Linked DNA regions of Zea mays: region 2 is linked to region 1. Evidence: chromatin contacts called from public Hi-C data. All regions are on one chromosome and are shown on one strand. Each heading gives the region's core, a stretch centred on a gene start, on an enhancer-like site or on the middle of the called end of the contact. The rest is flanking DNA. Distances are from core to core; before and after follow the strand shown.

Region 1 (5,920 bases), core at 1,576-4,075:
TGCAACACAATAAACAAGTAGTTCATGTAAAAAATACTGACAACTCTGAGCCCTCTAGTAGCTAACCGCTGTCACAATCTAAGTAATTGCTCCAACACAAACTTATATAAAAATAATTGCCAGTTTGTAATGCACGAGATTTACGGTAAACAATTTGGTTCCTAAGATAAATTCATGTGCTCCAAATAGGTCAAAGATTCACTCAACAGGCCGCTCACACAAGAAACTAAAAAAACATATATAACATCAGCATATGCTTTTTAGTCTGAAGCAAAATAGTGTTACATGAAACCAAATATAAGTCACATACTGAAAAGAATCCACACGGAAGCCACCAACTCTCGTACACCTAAAATACCAAACCTTTTAGAACTTATTTGGTTATTCTAATTCCAGGTTTGTTCGGTTCGCTCTTAGTTCTTGTGGATTGAGTGTGATTGAGTTAGTTTAAATCCATAACAAGTTAAAATTTATCTCAATCCCGTTCAATACACTCTAATCCACATGGATCGAGAATAACCAAACAATGCCTCCATATGAAGTAGAGTGTATTGGAATGAATTGAAATATATTTTAATTTGCTATAGATTAAATCAATTCAATATCACCTAATCCATATAGATCAACAGTGAAACAGATAGTTTGCTATCTGAAGTATTGGAACGAAAGATATGATCTAATCTGAAGGCGCTTCAAATGAACAGAGCTCGCTAGTACTTTCTTCTACCGAAGAATAATACAATGGTGTTGATTTTCAAAATAGAAGCACAAATTGTTCTTTAGCGCTCGTAGATTTAATTCGAAACCAAATGTCCTGTTGCAGTTGATTTGACCCAGTTGTGCCTAGAGCGGGACAGATTTCTTCAAACCAAAAGAACAAAAACAAAGAAAATGGGAAAAGCATTCTTTGTCCAAGAAATAAAAAATAGGGCAAATAAAAACGTCGTGAATTATCCACTTTTCTTCATCACTTAAACTTTTGAATTAGATTGATCGATGCATACAACTTAATATAGTATTAAAAACTTAATATGTTATTAAAACAAAAGATTTTAAAATAATTACTATTCACTTCTACTATATATCTGCTGAACTTTAAAGAAACCTTATTAGGAGAAGCGTGAAGCATCGAATATATATAACTAGAAAATAAGCTCGGGATCGCGAGCTGACTCGAGCTTCGAGCATCTTGGCTCGGCTTGCGAACCTCGAGCGAGTCGAGACAAGCCTATTTTTTAGGCTAGTTGGTGAAACGAATCGAGCCAAGCTGGCTCGTGAGCTATGTCATATGTACTAAATTAATCAATCTACAAAATAATAATGGATTATTAGTTATTTTTAGTCTTCGACGATGGATATATAATAATTCAAATTTTAGATTACTCATAATATTAAATAATGATTCTATATTTTATATTTAAATACTATTAATTAATATATAATACAATTATATTTACTAATGTGTGGCTCGTGAGCTAAGCCGAACCTTATTCTTGAGCTCGTGCAGTGGGCGAGCCGAGTCGAGCTCGGCTTGTTTCCAACCCTATCAGGAGAAGCCTATCCCATCCCCTATTCTATCCCCTATTTCATCCACTATATCAAATTTCATTGTGTAAATAATGTCATCTACCATAAAACCTCCTATTTTACATGGTCTACTTAGACAACCTCAAATCCGGATGCCCTCCTTCGCGATTCCATTGTCTCATTTTTGGTCTCTACATATAAGAGTATCTCCAAGAGCTCATCAGAAGTCTTCTCTAAATCAAGTTTTTTTTATAAAAACACAAAAACGTATCTCCAACAGTTCCCCTAAAGTGCTCCCAACTTTTTTCATAGCCTTTAAAACTCCGGTTTTTTGGCTCCCCAGAAACAATCTACGGCTTTAAGAGATATGTTGGAGAAATGATTAAAATCTATCCCCACTAATTTTTTAGATGTCCCTTAAAACTGATTTTAGGAGTATTTTTTGGGAGCTGATTTTTAGGAGTCATTTTCTAGGAGCTCTTGAAGATGCTCTAACATCCAAAAAAAATCAAGAACAAAAATAAGCCGCGTGTCTTGCTAAGGGTATCCAACCTGTTCGTTTGACTTTAATACATAACAATTTATACTACTTCTTTAATATTTTGTCTCTATAGATTGCAACTACAACAGTCTAAAAGCTGGCTTTAATTGAAAGTAAATAGTGTGTCTTCAGCGGTTCTAGGCACATCTGATGGTGCGTGCTACTAATCATCCAAATCTGCACTAGACATACCACATACGATTGTGGACGATGGACGCTTGGATAAGACCCATAAGGTAGCATATTCAGTCTGAGTGTGGACAACCTAACTGATGCTTTGAATAGGGACGGATATTAGGTCTGGGCCACTTAACCGTGGCCCAGGTCATAACTCAAAAATATAGTAGATATTTTGGTCCAAAAGAAACTATAGTAGAGATTTTGGTCCAAAAGAAACTCTATCTGTCCGGCCTCTGATCAAGGGAGCGTTTGGTTACCTATGGATTCTGGAATGAGATAAATTTTATCTGATATTTAAACAAACATGTTAATTTCTCTGCTTTGGGTAATATGTGGCTAGAGAGAATCTCAAATATCAACTTTGTGCTGAATTTTTTTGAGTAGTGTATACAGTCCAGATTACTAAGGGTATGTTTGGTTTGTACCTAAATGTGCTACATTTTACCTAAGATTAGTCATTCAAATTAAATAACTAACCTTAGACAGAAAAGTTAGGCAAAATGTGACAATTGAGGTAACAAACCAAACATGCCCTAGATATCCACGGTTATCGAACGCAGCCAAACAAGCCCGTGCCACGGGTCAGATAAGCTTTTCTCTCCCCTTCGCAGCTGCAACCGCTCGCCGCGTGCTCCCTTTGTACTGAACCGCATCCTCCCCGCGCCGACCTGCTCCGGCGAGTTAAACATGGCCGTCCTCCTCCGCAGCACCTCCGCCGCCGCCTCGACTGCTGGCCCCTCCTCGGCGCTGCTCGCCACCACCTTCCGCCGCTCCCGCGGCTGCCTTCTGCCCCGTGCCGCGCCGCAGCGCCGCTTGTATGTGGCCCGCGCCTCGGCCCAGCCCCTCGAGGTCTGCGCTAAGGAGTCCATCACCATCCCTGGCCGCCTCGGAGACTGTGAGCTCTCTCTCTCTCTCTCTCTCTCTCTCTCTCTCTCTCTCTCTCTCGCGCGCGCGCGCGCTGGGTAAATGTAATTTATAGAATGCAAGGTTAACTGACAATAGTTCTGCTTGCGTTGTTAGCTATTTGGAATAGGCGAGATTTTAATTTGCTGCGTTATCAGTGCAACTGCAAATGATAGGCTTTCTTTCACTTTTAGAGCGATGGTATAATGGATTGATTTTTGTGTTGGTATCATGACCCGTATGTGCTTTTATGATGGCACGTGAAAAACATAATAACCTGATATTGCATGAAATATGTGGAGCTAGATTTTAGTTAAACAGCAGCCTTTGACTAGAGCCGGTCCTGGTATTTTTGGGGCCCTGAACGAAAGTTAATATTGGGGCCCTCCTATCTCCATGCGTGTCTATATGTATAATATATATATATATATATACTTATATATGGAAACTTATGAACACATAATTGTTGATCTCAAATAGTTTTCCCTAATTTTAGTCTTAAAAAGATTTTTTTGACAGATGGAACAATCACTGACACAATAAATAAGATTTGATATGCAATAGAGACATTAGGATAACAATCCACCTCTTTGGCATGCTCGACAATTCATATAGCGGACAACATAGTTGTTAAGGCATCGCCTAGGCGGTAAGGCACTCCGGGGATGTAAGGTGACCTACTCGCCTTACTCCCGCACCTAAGGTGAGTGGTAGAGGCTGCCGGAGGCTGGCAGCGGCGTGACGGCAGCTCCAGCAGCACGGCAGCGGCGGCGGCTGCAGCGTGGTGGGGCAGCGCCGGCACAGGAGAAAGGGATGAGCACCAGCGGGGAGAGGGAGAGAGCTGGGAGAGGTGCCGTGCAGAGCTCTTACATGCACTCAGCGTGTCGCCGCGTCGCACTAGCAGTTTGCGACAATTTGTTTCCTCTAAAACTGCGGCAGGCTCATCGATTCGTCTCTTAGATTTCCAACAAGCTGCAGTTAACGAATAGCTAACGAATAGACTATCGAATGATGAGTAAATTAAAATCAATTACTAAAAATTCAGAGCATACATCATATACTCGATATATATTTAGGGGCCAGGGCGGCCGCCCACCCTGCCCCCCTCAGGGCTGACCCTGCCTTTGACGTGTCTGCGGTGTGGATGTAGTTATTTCAGCACATAGTTTGTTCCTGCAGTCTGCACCAAGCCAATTTTTTGGTAAATAGCGCTTGATTTAGTGCACTTGTTTTGGTCATCATCTTCATGACAATATAAAGTGACTAAGTGAGTATGCTCTGAATCATTTAGCCAACATCAATGCATGGAAAATCCAAAGGTTCTTGGTCTTGCAGTCTGCACCAAGCCATTTTTTTGGTAAATAGTGTTTGATTTAGTGCACTTGTTTTAGTGATCATCGTCATGACAATATAAACAGTGTATGTTCTCTGAATCATTTAGCCAACAGCAGTGCATAGAAAACTCAATGGTGTACTTGTATGATGAGTTTATACTTGGAGAATTTTTTCTAGTGCTTGGTGAAGGTGGGTGATTTGTTCTTTCAGTGTTTTGGTGAAGTTTGATATTAATGTAGTATAGTATATTAAGAGATGAACATCTTAAGATTTTCTTTGGAGTGAAATTTCTTGTCTGTCTCCTGCCCTAATCCTCTTTTAAGCTTTAATGGAGACTATAGAATGTGTTAATGCCTTAATGACGAAAAAGGTTCTGGATTCTGGGTATTGTCCCTTCCTGGGTTTCTGTATACTTAAGCTGTATTGGTAGTCCTTGTTGTCAATTTATGCCATCTGGAAGGACTGATAGAATGTAAGAATAAAAGAGCTCATTTTGTATAGAAAAACAAAATATTTTTGTACTGGCAGTATTAACTTTCACAGAATAACTGTTTCTGTGGTAGAAATAGAATAGCAGCATTCAGAAACAAACTAGAGTAGGTTTATCTTTTTCTAATCTGTTTTTGCTTATTAATAACAAAACTTGCTCTGCAGTCTGGTACATGCTTTACTCAAGTAGGGAAACTACTGCCAGCATAATTCACAGTACAACATTAGGCATCATCATTTTTTCTTATTAGTAGTGAGTTTAATAATACGAGTAGATATTAACGGTTACCCAAACACTGTTTCACTTAGACGGCGTGGGTTGGTCACATCTCCTTTAAAACAGAGACAAAGAGGGGTGGGTTGGGGAGTTTTGAAATAGAAATTTGAAAGATTAATATTGGCATCTGTTTCTTACTGTTGGGCTACATTGATATTACCAGAATGGAAGTGTGTGTGAATCCTGTTTCCTTTATATGAGAATGTAACACCACAGTTTAAGGTTTTTAACTGCATCACAAGTTTTTTTGCTCTGATTATTGAAATACTTGACAGTCTGAATTAAATTTCACATGTTGGCCACAGGTCCTTTCACACAGAGGGTTTTGTTGACTATAGAGGAGAAGCATCTGCCTTATGATCTGAAGCTAGTTGATCTAGCTAATAAGCCAGATTGGTACCTATCTGCAAGACATGCCTAACCTTTCTGTTCAGATTATTACTGGCTGTTTTTCTGGTTGATAGTTCCATGGCCATGAGCCCATGAACCATCATGCTTTTGTCTTGCTTCATTAGGTTATTTGAAATCAACCCAGAAGGTAAAGTGCCTATCGTGAAGCTCGAGGAAAAATGGATTGGTGATTCTGATGTTATAACACAAGCATTAGAGGAGAAATACCCTGAACCACCCTTGGCAACTCCACCAGAAAAAGCTTCAGTGTATGTGAT
Region 2 (5,920 bases), core at 975-3,474, 200 kb before region 1:
TCTTCTATATTTAGGGTAGAGAACTAGGGCTGGAAAAAAAGCTCGAGGCTCGCGAGCCGGCTCGGGCTCGATCAGGCTCGGCTCGGCTCGGTGAGGCTCGCGAGCCTAAACGAGCCCGAGCCGAGCCTAATTCTGCGGCTCGCTACACTAACGAGCCGAGCCGAGCCGGCTCGGTGAGGCTCGCGAGCCGGCTCGAGGCTCGGTCCAAACTACTGCTTACTCGAATCTCCGTTGACCAGTGTGTAATTGTGCTGTTTTGGTCACAACTCACAAGGAACTAGGGTGCAGGGACATAATTTTTTATTACATGGAACATATTGTGCTTCAAATTTGACTAATGACTATAATTAATGTTGTTGAGTACTTGAGTGTACAGGCTCGCGAGCCGAGCCGAGCCGGCTCGCGAGCCTATATCGAGCCGAGCCGAGCCTCATTACCGAGCTCGGTAAGTGACTGAGCCGAGCCTGGCTCGGCTCGCTATTCCACCGAGCCTCACCGAGCCGAGCCGAGCCTGGCTCGGCTCGGCTCGTTTCCAGCCCTATAGAGAACCCTTTAGAGAGCCTTGCTGGAGTCAGCTAGGACTATGCTACATCTACTCCTCAGTCAGGAATGATAAAGAAAGTAATAAATTGATTTGATTGGAATGTGTTCGGGGATTCTCAATCGACCGTACCCTATATATATAAGGGGAGATCTGGACTCGTTTCTAGATGATAGCCAACAAATCCCATGTAATTAGGTGGATAACCACACACGAGATAAGGATAATCGCATGAATCAATCTGATTGTGGGGGCGTGGAAGTTGGAACGTCCGGACATTCGACTGGACCGTCCATCACTTTTGGTGTTAAACATAGGCTTAAGATAAATATACTCAATTTATATGAGACTTATATTAATTAATGGGTTGTGCCTATTAGCCTTCGTGCGTAGGAACTAGACATGAGCATTCCTCGGAATCGGGTTTAGGTTTAGGTCTGACAAAAAACCTGACAAAATTTCAGTCGACTCGAGCTCGCCTGTGGCCCAACCTACACCCTAAGATCTTGGCCCAAGCCCGTCCATGACCCGACCTGACGACCCATGGGTCAGCCTAATGGCCCAGCATCACATGAAAAAACAGACGAGTCGCACTACAGAGAGCCGAGCTTCTTCCATACTAACAACCCGGATGCTAGCACATAGAGGAATCTTTTTCCAGCGAAAATGTGAATGGACTGGGCTACATAGTCAGATTCTTCGCACAGCCAAATTCTCAGAAAAGCTGATCAGAAGAAAGCTGAACCAAACAAATCCATACTACTTGAGAGCCGAGATAAGGCCAAGCTATATTTTTATTATTTTTTATTGGGTTGACGAGCCGGCCCGTGGACTAAAATCGTGGCCCGAGTCTAACTTGATTTTTTTGACGGGTTAAAATTCTAGGCCACGTTCGTATCGATTGGATTAAATCGAGTCAGGTAAAGTTTTTTTTCCGAACGGGTTAGATCGAGGTGATCGGATCGAGTGACCCATACTCAGATCCAGTAGTAACATGACTAAGGGGGTGTTTGGTTTCTAGGGACTAATGTTTAGTCCCTTCATTTTGTTCCATTTTAGTATATAAATTGACAAATATAGAAACTAAAATAAAGTTTTAGTTTCTATATTTGATAATTTTGTAACTAAAGTGGAATAAAATGTAGGGACTAAAAATTAGTCCCTAGAAACCAAACACTCCCTAAATATTGTCCTATATATCGGTCTAGATTGGTTTAAATCTACTACACATCAGTCTAAGTTGTGCTCGTGCGAGACTGAAATTGTGTAGTTCGAAATCGAACTGTCCGACTACAGACTACGTGTCGTCACAAAAGTAGACTAATTAGCTGCTTTTTAAATCTACATATTTTATTTTAAACTCTAACTAATAAAATAGTTGTACAAAATAATGTTTTATGCGTAGCCGGTATACTGAAGCGATTCGTTTGCTGACCGCCTCACCGGCCCTCCTCCTGCTGTTAAGCCCAGAGGCCAGAGCTCCCGTCCCGAGGGTTTCAGGTCTGTTGGCCCCTAGCTCCTCGTCTGCTTGCCGGACCGCCGCTTTTTGGTGCGACTTCCACATCTTGTCCTGACGGGGATCGCTGGTTTCTTCCTCCAGAGATCGCATCCCTGGTCCGCGGGATCCGATGAGATGCGTGGGTACTCCCGCAGTCCGAACTCGTAGCAGGCATGGCTGAAGCGGCCGCATCTTCGTCTTCGTCCGGATCCTGCGCCCCGCGCCGCCTCCATGGCGCCGGCATCGTCAGGGACGCGCTCACGTACAATGGCCTCGCCGCACTCCCGCCGCCTCTGCCGCCGGCGCAGGTGCAGGTTACGGCTTACGGCAGCGGCGGCGGAGGAGGAGGAGGAGGAGGAGGAGGAGGAGGGAAGATTAGCCCCGCGGTGCTTTTCATCATCGTGATTCTCGCGGTGGTTTTCTTCATCTCCGGCCTGCTCCACCTCCTGGTGCGTGTCCTCATGAAGAAGCAGCGCCGCCGAGGGGGCACGGCGTCAGCAGCGGCGCGGGGGTCTGGAGGGGAGGGCGGCGGGGCGGACGCTGCGTTGCAGCGGCAGCTGCAGCAGCTGTTCCACCTCCACGACTCCGGGCTGGACCAGGCCTTCATCGACGCGCTGCCGGTCTTCGCCTACCGCGAGATCGTCGTGGGCGGCGGCGGCGACGGGGACAAGGAGCCGTTCGACTGCGCGGTGTGCCTGTGCGAGTTCGACGCCGAGGACCGGCTCCGGTTGCTGCCGCTGTGCGGGCACGCCTTCCACCTCAATTGCATCGACACGTGGCTGCTCTCCAACTCGACCTGCCCGCTCTGCCGCGGGGTGCTCTTCGTCCCGGGGCTCATGGGCGAGGACAGCCCGATGTTCGATTTCGAGGAGGGCCTGGAGGAAGGGCGGTTGTCCGAGGACTGTGACGACGGATTTGGATTGCCTGGGCTGAAGGCTTCAGGGTTGGCACAGACACCGGTGGCCGAGAAGAAGGTATTCCCTGTGAGGTTGGGGAAGTTCAAGAATGTCGGAACCCATGGTGCGGTGGAAGGTGGCCATGCCAATGCCAATGCCAATGCCAATGCTAATCCCAGGGTGTTGACTAGGGATGAAGGGGAGAGTAGCAGCAGCAGGTTGGATGGAAGGAGATGCTTCTCCATGGGCACCTATCAGTATGTTCTTGGCACATCTGAGCTCCGGGTAGCTCTCCAGCCTGGCTGTATCAGGAATGGCACTGGTGGTGCAATGAGGGGAATGCCTCCTGGTTTAAGTTCAATCAATGCTGATATTATGGAGGGGAAGAAGATCTGTGCACGCAACAAAGGGGAGAGTTTCTCCGTGTCAAAAATTTGGCAATGGTCTAATCTTAAGGGCAAGCTACCTGCTGGTTCTGATGAATGTTCGGATGCTGGGAGCCTTCCATGGATGAAGAAAGGAGGTGCTGTGGATACATCGAACTTATGACTCTCTGTACTGGTATAATGTGATAGTGGCCTTTCTTTAGTTAGTGTTGCTCACCGAAGTTCTTACCTGTAGTCATTTTTCTTATCTAGTTTTCATGTGCTGATTTTGATTGGAGTGCCAACCTCATCGGGGGCTTAACTTTTGGTAATCTTGCCATGTTAGTATGTTGCGCCATGTACATTGTGATGACTTAGAATGATCTGATTCTGGTCTGCCTAATACTTTGTGTTGGGTCTCATGTATCATTTGTTCCCTCCATCCAAAACTATAGGTCAGTTTGGTTATGCATCTAGATATGCAATGTCTAGATCAGAGTATAGCTTACATCGACATGTGACTTCTGCACTCCATTCATTTGACAAATATGCAACGGAAAACATGTACTGCTATTTCGAGTTACTATTAGATGTATCACAGCACAATTTAACTGTTCATGCACTAGTAGAGTGATTGGCTTCTTTAAGCCCCCTGTTTTTTTTTGGGTCTGCTGTCAATCTAGTCATACTTTCTAATATTTAGATGGAATTGCATCAGAATCCCATGAAAGTGGCTATCAACTGCCAAACAATTCTTACAACATCAAAATCTTAAGGTGGTGTTTTTTTACAAAACTAATGAATTAAGGTAATCGGGAGTGAGTTCCAGATTCTCTAGTTTTCAGGTACTATTGCCTGTTACTACTACGTGGTCCTGAATTCATGTATATTTGTGAGTATAAAGGGTGTTTTGACTCTTAAGCAGAACATCATCCAGTATTTCGTCTTGTTTTTTATCTTCATGTTGAGTTAGAAACGTCATAAATTCTGAATTATGGTACTATAGGAATATATGCATTCATGATATTCCCGCCTTCATGAATGCATATCGAATGATTGAGCCTGCATTTTCAGACTAAACGTCCCTTTTTTTGCTTTTAGTCTGTCAGTCATCTGCTACCATTCTCAACGTCTTTTCCTTTGAGACCACTTTGTTAAGTTTACACCCTCTCTTCCAAGAATCTCTTTGCTCAAAATGACGGAAAGAAATCCCTGGGCAGCCAGAAGCCTATAATGCTCCAAGTATGAATGTACTATCGACATTCAATTCAGTATTGCTTTGTGTTTATTGTACCTAACACTTGCATATCTATTTTATTGCGGTATCAATCTTTCTCAGTTGCTTTGGTTTTGCTGTTACTCAACTTAAGGATGGAATTCGGCATTCGATTTTCCTGTCTGTCAATTTTATGATCCACAAAGGTGTTAAGATATTTAGCTGGCAAGTTGGTAAAGGACACCAAAAGCCAAAAGGGACGTCCGCCTTTCGACCCCGTCCTTCTCTAATCACATTGGTAGGCCGTCAGCGGCAGCTCCCACCGCACCACTGGCTCCTCGCTTCGACCCGTCGTCCTCTCCTAATCATTGTTCAGTGTTGTTACGAGATTTGCTATTTACCGTTATTATCAATAGGTTTAGAAAAATTTGTCATAAGACCTATAAATCATATACACGTAGATACAAATACCAGAATACCCCTAATATTCCATAGGGCAGCGAGGACTCTATCAAGATACCACTTACCACCACTGTCAAGTGAACTGCTGTTGATGCTCCGTCCTTATGGAAAAGCGTGACCATTTGGTCTCTATCACCATCTCTCTTTTCTGCATCGACATCCAATCGTGGTGGACTACACGGTGCCCACGCTGAGTGGAACGGTGGAACCAAGAGTTTTCAAGGTACAGTAAGTATTCCGATGAGATAATGAAGGATAGTGCTTTTTAGTGACGTGGAACTCTCTCATGTAGTGTGTTTCTCCTCCTTTCTCCTTGATTTTATATCACAAAAGTCATTGTGAAGTGCCTGCACCAAATGACTCCACTCAATCAGATGAGCGGGCGGGTATCATGCATGCGCCATATTCCATATAGGGATCTCATCTCATCTGAGAGGTGAATCAAATTGACTTCTCTTGCTGTTCCAAATCGATATAATTTGTTATCAGGTGCTGTTAGTAACCAGATGTGGAATATCAAATTGTTTTTGTTCTCTCTAGAGATCCTCGTCTCCGTGTTCATACGTATATTTTCTGATGGTATATGTGAGTCCGAATTTATTTACAAGAGTTTAGATTCATCTTATATGAGCCTGATTATTTAATATCTAATACCACACATTCATATATGAATGAATAGTTAAATCTCATATTTATATCCTATCTAATATTCTAATATAGCTAATACTATTCGAATTCGAATCAAATTCAAACAAAAAACAATAAATAAATACAATATCAATAATATCTGTACTTAACCCCTAAATTGACGAGCCCCAATGATTTGTTCAGTTTCAAATCTTGCTGGCTGGCTCCAGCAGGACCTACAAAGCTTCAGGTCTCAGGTCCAGAGGTACTAGCGCTGATCAGATAAAGCTGTTGTTAGTCACGACCACTGTTTCT

What was found. Hi-C and Micro-C count contacts between places; a contact is called where the count stands out from the background.
Region 2: a Hi-C map of ear shows a contact between it and region 1, with 2.7 times the contacts expected there. The contact joins the promoter of LOC100192054 here to the promoter of dhar4 in region 1. A contact is called at or near these places in 5 of 25 Hi-C or Micro-C datasets (bundle sheath, ear, endosperm and 1 more).

The regions. Positions count from the first base shown.
Region 1 is chr6:124,406,996-124,412,915 of Zm-B73-REFERENCE-NAM-5.0, reverse strand. It overlaps dhar4 (glutathione dehydroascorbate reductase4), which reads left to right and starts at 2,825. Exons shown (of 7, transcript NM_001157942.2): 1 at 2,825-3,143; 2 at 5,558-5,648; 3 at 5,768-5,911. The coding sequence starts at 2,936.
Region 2 is chr6:124,606,364-124,612,283 of Zm-B73-REFERENCE-NAM-5.0, reverse strand. It overlaps LOC100192054 (putative RING zinc finger domain superfamily protein), which reads left to right and starts at 2,224. Exons shown (of 1, transcript NM_001137477.1): 1 at 2,224-3,676. The coding sequence starts at 2,501. The coding sequence ends at 3,484.